Linked DNA regions of Sus scrofa: region 2 is linked to region 1. The links are chromatin contacts, called in public HiChIP or PLAC-seq maps. All regions are on one chromosome and are shown on one strand. Each heading gives the region's core, a stretch centred on a gene start, on an enhancer-like site or on the middle of the called end of the contact. The rest is flanking DNA. Distances are from core to core; before and after follow the strand shown.

Region 1 (4,605 bases), core at 604-3,103:
TTTCTGTCAGTCATTAAGGCTCAAGATGTCAGCACCTTCTCTCCCCCATGTCCTGTCTCCAAGCCAAAGGGGCTCTCTGACTACCTCCTCCTCCTCCGAATTCCCACAGGCCCCACCTTAATCCATCACCTCCGGGCGGGAATGTGGCCCATCTCCTGCCCGGGGCCCCAGATTCTAGGCTGGTCACAATGCCAGCTGCTCTTTCCCCACATGCCCGTCCTCCTCCCATCTCCCACAGTCTCTTCAAGGTCAAGGCCCAGCTTACTTACCTGCGTCTTCCCAGCTCCCAGAACCTTACCTAACATGGCAGACACCCCTAAAAAAGTGCGCAATGAATGAATCCTAGCTCGCGGCAGGAGCCATGACCACCCCAGACACCTGAGCCTCCTCTTCCCACCACCACGGGCCCAGACGCCAGGCTCTGCAGGTTTTCCATTGTCTCCCCCACCCCTTCCACCCCCAGGAACGAGCCCCATCGAGCTGATCAATGCCTGACCCTCCTCGTGTGCCCGTGGCTTCCCGCATCCACATCTCTGCCCACGCTCGGCTCGCCCTGCCCTGCGATGACGTCCGCACCCTTCCGCCTCCACGAAGTCCAACTCCTACGCAACTGCCAATTACCGAGCTCTGGGGGAAAGAGGGGATGCAGGAAGGCGGACGATGACAAAAAACGGGGAAGGGGGGCCCTGAGAGAGACACACTGGGGTCTCTGATCCCTGGAGCCACTACCCTCCCAATAGGTTGCAGGCGATTAGAGAAGGAAGAGGCGGGAGGAGGAGCCAGATTTTTCCACTGAACGAAAGGCATGATTTTCATCACTGCTTCTGTTGCCCTGGTAACCAGGGACAGCCCAGTGGAGAGTACAGTAAAAGAACACCATGTTTATCTTTGCTGTCTGATCCACTTCCCCGCACACCCTTCCCTGGCCACCCTCTAGCCCCTAGGCCGGCTCCCAGCTTCTTAGAATGCCACCACCAGCCCATCCTTCCAGGCGCTCTTGCTCAAAACCTCACAGGCAGAGCTCATCTCTCGCTCTTTATGCAACCCCAGGTACCACGTACTCTTCCCCCTGCAACGTTCCGGGGGTCATCTCACCACACCCATCTGCGTGCCAGGGGCGCCCCAAGAACAAAAAGCTGACCTCTCGGGCACCAGAAGGGCATCCGCTCCACAAGAGGATCCACCGGGCAAGGGGGGACATACGGGGTCAAGGAGAGGACGGCTGCCCAGCCAGCCCTTCTTTCTCAGGCGCAGACAGCTGGTGTGCCATGGGCCCCTGCTCGCCCATCTCCCCCTCCATGGCCGGGACCGGGAGCAGAGGGCGCAGGCCCACCCCCGGGCTCCCACAGATCCTGACTCCCACACGGACACAGTGTCTGTGTGACCTGACAACGGAGACACAGCGCTCGCCCTGGGAGATTATATAAGCGTTATATAACATGGTGGCACCAACAGGCACATAGACGCAGTTGCTGAGTGCCAGGGACAGGCCGGGAGTGGAACCAGACCCAAGGGGCTGGAGGTGCAGCCCTCTCACCACCCATGCCAAAGCAACACCCGGCCCTGGCTACCCCAGCCCTGTCTCTACCTGCTCCTTCCACCCCAGAGGACGCAGAGGGAGACTTGCCTGGCTCTGCCTTCTTCCTCCCACGCTGGGCAGCAGGGAGGGGCCGCAGCACCATCACCAGCCCGGCCCAGGGCAGCCTCTGTCCAGCTGCCCTCCCCACAGGGGAGCGGCCAGGGGGCTACCGGCAGGGGAGGGGTGTGGGCCAGCAGCCCCCTCCTCTCTGTCCTTGCACCAGAATGTGTTTGTTTGGGGAACCAGTGCTGCAGCGGCTCCAGGATTGGCTGGGCCAGCCTTCCCTCCGCTCTGTCATTTGCCGTTCTTCTAAAAAACAAAACAAACCGAAAGGGAAAGAAAAAAAAAAAATTAAGCACATTTGGCAAATGCCGAAACCCCAATTTTGGCCTATGGCTGCAAACAAAGCTGGAAGGAGGGGGTCCTACGGACATTATCCAATTTCCCCACAGCCCCCACCTCCCACCACATCCTGGCCGACCCGTGATCTATGAACTTGATCTGTAGGCCTGGAGACTCCTCTTCACGTCCGTCCGGACACCCCCCCCCCGCCCCGCCCCTCACGTCCTTCTCCCAGCCCCTAGCTCTGAGCTGCCTCTGCTGCTGGAGCTTCTACGGCTGGAGGGCACAGCCGCCCCCAGCCTCTGCAGAGCGCTCAACGCCTGGGGCTCCTGGAGCGCGGGAGCCAGGGGCCAGGCGGCCAGCCTGGGGCAGTTCAGGGCAGTTCTGGGGCAGGTCTTCATCAAACTCCTCCACCCGCATCACCACACCCACTTTATTAATTGGGGGGGGGGTACTGAACACAGGCAGTGCCCAGGGGCATCTCTGGCTGCGCCTGCCTCTCCCGAGCTATGCCCGGGGCCTTCCCGCCTCCTCCACGCGCACCTCCGCGCCCCCTGAAGAAGGGGGGAGAAAGAAATACGCATTAATATCACGAGCCTTCGCGCACCATCGCGCGCCCCCTCAACCACCTGTCTCTGCGCTCTCCCTCCCCCACTGCCTTCCTCAACTCCGGGCGCCCCCTCTGCAGCAGCGGGGCACCACGCCCACTGCGGAGCCGAGAAACGGAAGGTGAGCAGCGGCCAGGGGCTCCGGGCCGGGCCCCGGGGACTGCTCATCCGCCTCCCCCGCCCTGCGGGCCCCGGCCCCAGAGCCCGAGGACCGGCCGGGGCCGCTCGCGGCCGCCATCCGCTCCCACCCACGCGGCCAGGGCATCCGCAGGGGAGGCCGCGCCGCAGCAGGGGTGGGGCGCGACCCGAGCGCGGCGGGGCCCAGGGCGCAGTCCCCAGGGGGCCCACCCCTGCCCCGGGGCTCTCGGCGACCGCCCGCAGGCCCGGCCGGGGCCCCGCGCTTACCTCGCGTGTCCGCCTCCCTCCCGGGGGCCCGCACAACCGCCTCGCCGCCCCCGCGAGCGCCCAGCGGAGAGCGCGAGATGCGCAGCGGCGGCGGCCTCGGCTCCGCAGCGGCGGCTTCCCGGTGTGTGAGCTCAGCCCGCCCGCGCGCCCGCGCTTCCCACGCTCGGCGCCCGGCGTCGCGCCACCCAGCGGCCGCGGGGCGCATCGCACGCCGGCGTCCGGGAAGCTCTGCCGCAGCCCTAGCGACGGGCTTGGAAATTCCCAGAATCTGACCGCGGGTCCGCGGTGGGGCTGGGGACCTCGGCCAGCCTTGGAGCCTTGGAGCGGAAAGGCTCCCACCCACCCCATCCCTGAAGGAGATTCCAGAGTCTTTGCCTGAGTCCCTGAGGTCCCGCTCCGTTTCTCTGGCCGTTTGCCCGCTTTTGTCTCTCGGGGCGGTGGAAGCTGGGGTGAAGGTGGTGATTCTCCTGTAAAGTGGTGGCGGGGGATCGGCGTGGCCCAAGGGAAGGAAGCGCGGGTTAGGCTAGCAGGTCAAGGCCTCCTTGGGCCTGTCTAGAGGTCCGAGGTGTGCAAAAACAAAACAAAAAAAGAAAAGAAAAGAAAAAATAAAAACACAGAGGCCTTAACCCACCTGGAAATTCTAATTCGGGAGCCTGGGAGTGCTGGTTCTTAACCTCTCCTCTGCTCCAGACCCTTTAGAGAACTGGAAAAGAGCTGTGAGCCCTCGCTCCAGAAAAGTGCACGTGCACCCATAAACATAGCTTCGCGTGGTCAGAGAATTCTCCTGCTTCTCAAAGCTCCGGGGACCCAGCTGAAGGACACCGTCTCTGCCAGTACCCTAAGCCAGTCCAGCCTGGTGATCGCCTGTGTGGCTGCCTGTTTGCTCATGAGGCTTCTTCCTTCAGGCACACCCCTTCTCCCCCAGTCCCACCTTTCTGCCTGTGGAATATCTGCTTCTCCTTGAAAGCCGGCTCGAATACCGCCTCCTCCCTGATTTCCCCTTCAGGGGTGTCATCCATGGCCGTCGTGGGTTTCTGGGAGCATGTTCTTTGTGCCATTTATGTCTGTTAATACTGTATATATGTGGACCTGTGCTTATTTTTGTGGTTGTTGTCTTATTGCTCCTTCTAGATTATAAACTCTTTTAAGATCAGTTTCCTCCTCTACAACTACCAAGGTGCCTTACAAGATATGCCCTTGGCAGGTAGCTCTTAAATAATCAAAGGGGAGTTCCCTCTCTGGTGCAATGGGTTAAGGAGCCAGTGTTGTCTCTGCAGGAGCATGGGTTCGATCCCCAGACCAGGAACGTCCATAGGCCACAGGTGCTGCCAAACACAAATCCAAGAGAAGCGGGGTTGAGGCCCCGGATGACAGATGCCTTTGCTCCAGAAGAACCTGATGCCGCTGGTCCCAGATGCTTCGCCATCAACGTGCATTCCCCACAAGCACACCTTGGCACCTGGCAAGCAGAATTCTCAAATTAGTAGGATCATTTGATCTTCTCCTCTGGGCAAGACAGACATAAGGTAAAGATCCCTAGATCAAGTTGGGGTACACGTTCATGCAGGATGCCCCTGACAGATAGTAGATATTCCACCCCAGATGTCCCCTCGTCTAAAAAGGGACACTGCCACCCACCAGTTGCACTTGCCAGAAGCAAACTGGTGTCAT
Region 2 (4,605 bases), core at 1,077-3,576, 120 kb before region 1:
CCAAGACATGGAAACGACCTAAATGTCCATCAACAGCTGAATGCATTAAGAAGACGTGGTATATACACACAATGGAATACTACTCAAGTCATGAAAAAGAACAAAAGAATGCCATTTGCAGCAACATGGCATGGCTGGAACTAGAGACTCATGCTAAATGAAGTCAGTGAGAAAGAGAAAGACAAATACCACATGATATCACTTATATCTGGAATCTAATATACGACACACATGAAACTTTCCACAGAAAAGAAACTCATGGACTTGGAGAACAGACTTGTGGTTGCCAAGGGGGAGGGGGAAGACGTGGGAGGACTGGGAGCTTGGGGTTAATAGATGCAAACTATTGCCTTTGGAATGGATAAGCAATGGGATCCTGCTGTACAGAACAGGGAACTATATCTAGTCACTTGCTATAGAACATGATGGAGGATAATGTGAGAAAAAGAATATGTGTGTGTGTGAGAGAGAGAGAGACTGGCTCACTTTGCTGTATAGTAGAAAACTGACAGAACACCGTAAACCATTAAATAAAAATCAGTAAAAATTTAAAAATAAAAACACACATTGGTTCCAATGTGTTTAAAAGCAATAAAGTTCTATAATTGCAGCAGATGCATCTGAGGTTTACACGGAGAGCTTCCATTCCTTACCATCCTCTCATTCCTTAACTCTAATGTGATACAGGTTCTATTCTCACCATTCTATGAACAAAAGAGCAGCTGATTTACAGGTTGGATTTTTCAAAAAAAAAAATTTCTTTACCAGATCCCAAATGTAACAAAGGGTCAATATAGAAAACTTAAAAAGCACAGCCAAAGAGAAATATACATAAGCCTTTCAACTATTAATTTTGATTAATATCCAACGAATCTCTTTTTAAGTGTATCAATATATTATTCATTTAATAAAAGAAATTGCAAGAGGCACTTGCTTTTTCTGCTTACAAATACGGTTTCTCAAATCGATTTTTTTATATACTGTTTGCATAGAATTTCAATCCATAAAGCTACCTATTGAAAATTCCTTATATTTCTGCTAAACACTTAAGGGCTTATATTTTCTCCAAATTTATACATCCTTGCTCACAGTTCTGACGATGTCTTTGGGATAAACTCTAAATGGAACTAGAGGTTTAAAGTTATGTCCATTTAAAACTTTTAACACAAAAAAAGGTAAGTTAAAAAGTAAAAGTTTGGGGAGGCTGCTGGTCGCCCCCCCAACATTGGCTGACATTTTTATTCTTTGACAACAAATAGGAAGAAAATGTCAATGTCTTTTTTTACTGCTTAATACTGGTCATGTTACTTTTCTTTCCTTTTGCTAATCATACAGGCTTACTCACAACTCTACAAAAAAATCTTACTCATTCCTAATGTTCCTTCATTGAGAGATTGGTTTGCCGGAAACGTTCTCACTCTCACCAAGTCCCAACAGTCCCAACTCTAACGACGGTCGCTGCTTCCAGAAATACGGCACTTAAGGCACCCTCGTCCTTACCTTTTTCATGCATGTGTATTTCATTTTCAATAAAACATTGAGTTGTTCCAAGGCCAGACCATAGAGTTGAGCCCCAACATGCTAGTGGCCCAGTGTGATGTAATAATTTACCTTCCCAGGGGTCCTCTCCGGGGGGTACAGGCGAGACTAAGTGACTTTAAGCTGTTGGGAGAACAATGGCCAAACCTTTCGTGATTTTGAAATCTATCAGGCCACGAGACACTTCGGTAGCGGACGCTCAACCCTGGGAATCCCAACTATTGTCCCAAATTTTGCCTGACTCGTGCCAAAGATTGAGCCAGGGCCCGGGTGTCCAGGCAGTCTGCAGTGCCCCAGTCCCCACCAGAGCCCTGAAGGGTGTCGGGCCCCACGAAACCGCTGCCCGGGCTCTAGGGTTTCTGTTTTCAGGTCGCTGCGCTTTATTCTCTAATTCAGCGTTCCCGAAAGAGACCATGAGGACCCGCCCAGTGTCCTTTACACCTTCCCGTGTCGGGTGGCGACAGCCTGTTTACGAAGAAGAGTGCACCACCCTTTCCCGCAAGCCGCAGCGGTTAGTTCCGCAGAAGGAGGAGCCAGGGCGTCGGGCCGCAGCTGGGAGAGAGGCCCGGCAGCGGGCGCCGCGGAGCAGCAAGGGCGTCCCTCTCTCGGCCGGAGCCCCGCCCCGCCCCGCCCCCACGGCCCCGCCTTGCGGCCCGCCCATTGGCTCCGCCGGGCCCTGGAGTCACTCCCTAGAGCCACTTCCGCCCAGGGCGGGGCCCAGGCCACGCCCACTGGCCTGACCGCGCGGGAGGCTCCCGGAGACCGTGGATTCTTACTCCTGCTGTCGGAACTCGAAGAGGTCTCCGCTAGGCTGGTGTCGGGTTACCTGCTCATCTTCCCGAAAATGATGGCGTTTTGCGCGCTGCGCAAGGCACTGCCCTGCCGTCCCGAGAATCCCTTTTCTTCGAGGTGCTTCGTTGAGATTCTTTGGGTGTCGTTGGCCCTAGTGTTCCTGCTTCCCATGCCCTCAGGTAGGAGCCTGGAGAGGGTGTGCGCCCTCGCGGCGAACTGGAGCGGGTTCGCGGGGCAGGCCGACCGGCTCCGAGGGCGGGACGGACTTTGCTGGGTGGCTCCGGGTGGAGGCGCGGGCCTGGGTTCACCCGGGGTCGTGCGGAGTTGGGGTAGAAGGCATGGTCAGAGTGACCTTGGTCGTGCTGTGGGGACCCCGGGAGCGAGGGAGATCCCCTAATGGCCAGCGGGAAGGGCTTGCTTGTGGTTGGCCCCGCTTGGCAAAAGCTTGCGTGGTGTTTCCGGGACTGATCAAGTCCTCGGGAGAGCGCCAACCAGGTGGTAGTGATGAAGGCTTGCTCTTAGCGCCCAGGGGGTGTTGCTAGCTAGGCTTCTGCTGTGCCGTGGGGAGGATTTGCCCAGTGCCCTGCTGGGCTTGGCTGGGGGAGCCCGACCAGGTGTGCATGACAGTGTGCTTTGAGGAAGTGGCCAGCCCAGCCCAGTGTGGAAGGAGGAAGCTTACTGCTTGCTTTATGTGGGCCTGCAGTGCTCAGGTGGGAGCAGGCTCTGGGAGCCTGGGATTTAGAGGGTTGGGAAGGGCACAGGGTGCTTTTTGTAACTAAAGTTAATAGGCAGCTGGTATCCAAGACATCATGGGTATTGATTTCCAGGATGTTCCTATTTTTTAGATTTCTTTTTTTTTTTTTTTTGCAGCAGAGTTGTCTTCCCGTTCTCATTTAATAGACACTATTCAATTCTGTTATGGAATGGCTTTTTGGCCTTGCTTTCATTCTTTCAGAAGGTTAAGAAACATGGGTGGTCAAAGCTCCTGAACAATGAGTATCCTAAGAAACAAACGTTAGGTGTTAATCTGGTTTTCCCCTACAGTATGTAAACTAAACCTGAAACCAACCACTCAGTTTGTTTCGTGTTTCATGGAAAGGGCTTTGAAATACATGTGTTCTAAAAAGATGTGCTTATTGTATAAAACTACAAAAAGGGAAACCATTTTTAGTGCTTTGGTAGATTTTCTCCTGTCCTCATATGCACGTGTGTTTTCACGCCTAAGTTATTTTAGGATCTGTTACACGTACAGTTTGTATGCTGCATTTCCCTTAGCAGCATTCATTCAACTAATACTTGCCTTCTAAACACCAGGTCCTGTACTGGCCCTGAGGAGGGCCTGGTGAGCAATTACATGTCATTCCTATTTGCACGATCCTTATTTCACTATTTGCGTACAGACATGGATATGTGTGGGACTGTGTTTTGCTCACTGTCAGATTCCTGGTGCCAGGCACACATTAGGAAATCAGGTATTTTCTAGATTTCTTGGGAGTGGCAGAGAGTAGCCAAAACGCAATTGCAATGGATATGTTCTGACTCAAGAGAAGTGCCCAGGAGGAGAGGAGCCTGACTCTCTGACAGCGTTTGGCAGGTGCCTGGTGAAAGGGATGAACTTGCTGCTTATCAGACAGGCCTCCTGAGGTCCCTTTGCTTCTGCACTTGCACTTTCCTAGGCCTTGGGGCATAGTCTCCTCCTGCCTCTTGCGTAATCGGTTCCTTTTTATTCTTCCAACTCAGCTGGGATGTTACCCCCTCAGAGGGACCTTCTCTGACCCGCTCTTCCCAGCTCACATCACCCCTGGGGGTCGTTACCTCCCAAACTGTGTTTTCTGTTCTGACGAGAACGCAGAGATCTGGATGGGCTTCTTGTCACACTCTAGGTCCAAATGCCCAAGTTTCTGCCTCAGTGTCAACACTCTTGTATGACTGTCGAGTACTAGAAAACTCGAGGCGGCGTTCAGCTGGGCCTTAGAGCCCAGGACAAACTTCCCTTGCTTCCAGGAGGAAGGTTCTCTAAAGAGCCATGCTTAGGATGGTCTTTGCGTGGTGCCTGAAAAGCTAAGGCAGGGAGTTCCCGTTGTGGTGCAGCAGAAGTGGATCCAGCTAGAATCCATGAGGGCACGGGTTCAATCCCTGGCCTCGCTCAGTGGGTCAGGGATCTGGTGTTGCTATGAGCTGTGGTGTAGGTCGCAGATGGGGCTCAGGTCCCGGGTTGCTGTGGCTGTGGCGTAGGCTGGCAGCTGTAGCTCCAATTTGACCCCTATCCTGGGA

Evidence for each region. HiChIP or PLAC-seq counts read pairs in DNA pulled down with a chosen protein or histone mark.
Region 2: a contact with region 1 is called in an H3K27ac HiChIP or PLAC-seq map of alveolar macrophages. The contact joins the promoter of CD46 here to the promoter of LOC102160414 in region 1. A contact is called at or near these places in 6 of 47 Hi-C or Micro-C datasets (alveolar macrophages, heart right ventricle, liver and 3 more) and 2 of 2 datasets of contacts at active chromatin or transcription factors (alveolar macrophages and skeletal muscle).

The regions. Positions count from the first base shown.
Region 1 is chr9:134,952,477-134,957,081 of Sscrofa11.1, reverse strand. LOC102160414 reads left to right here and starts at 1,853. Exons shown (of 2, transcript XM_021063896.1): 1 at 1,853-2,650; 2 at 3,625-3,919. The coding sequence starts at 2,070. The coding sequence ends at 3,898. It overlaps LOC110255544 (a long non-coding RNA gene), which reads right to left and starts at 3,112. Exons shown (of 2, transcript XR_002336086.1): 1 at 2,935-3,112; 2 at 1-1,888.
Region 2 is chr9:135,076,561-135,081,165 of Sscrofa11.1, reverse strand. CD46 (CD46 molecule, complement regulatory protein) reads left to right here and starts at 2,326. Exons shown (of 12, transcript NM_213888.1): 1 at 2,326-2,510. The coding sequence starts at 2,384. LOC110255546 (a long non-coding RNA gene) reads right to left here and starts at 2,172. Exons shown (of 3, transcript XR_002336089.1): 1 at 1,501-2,172.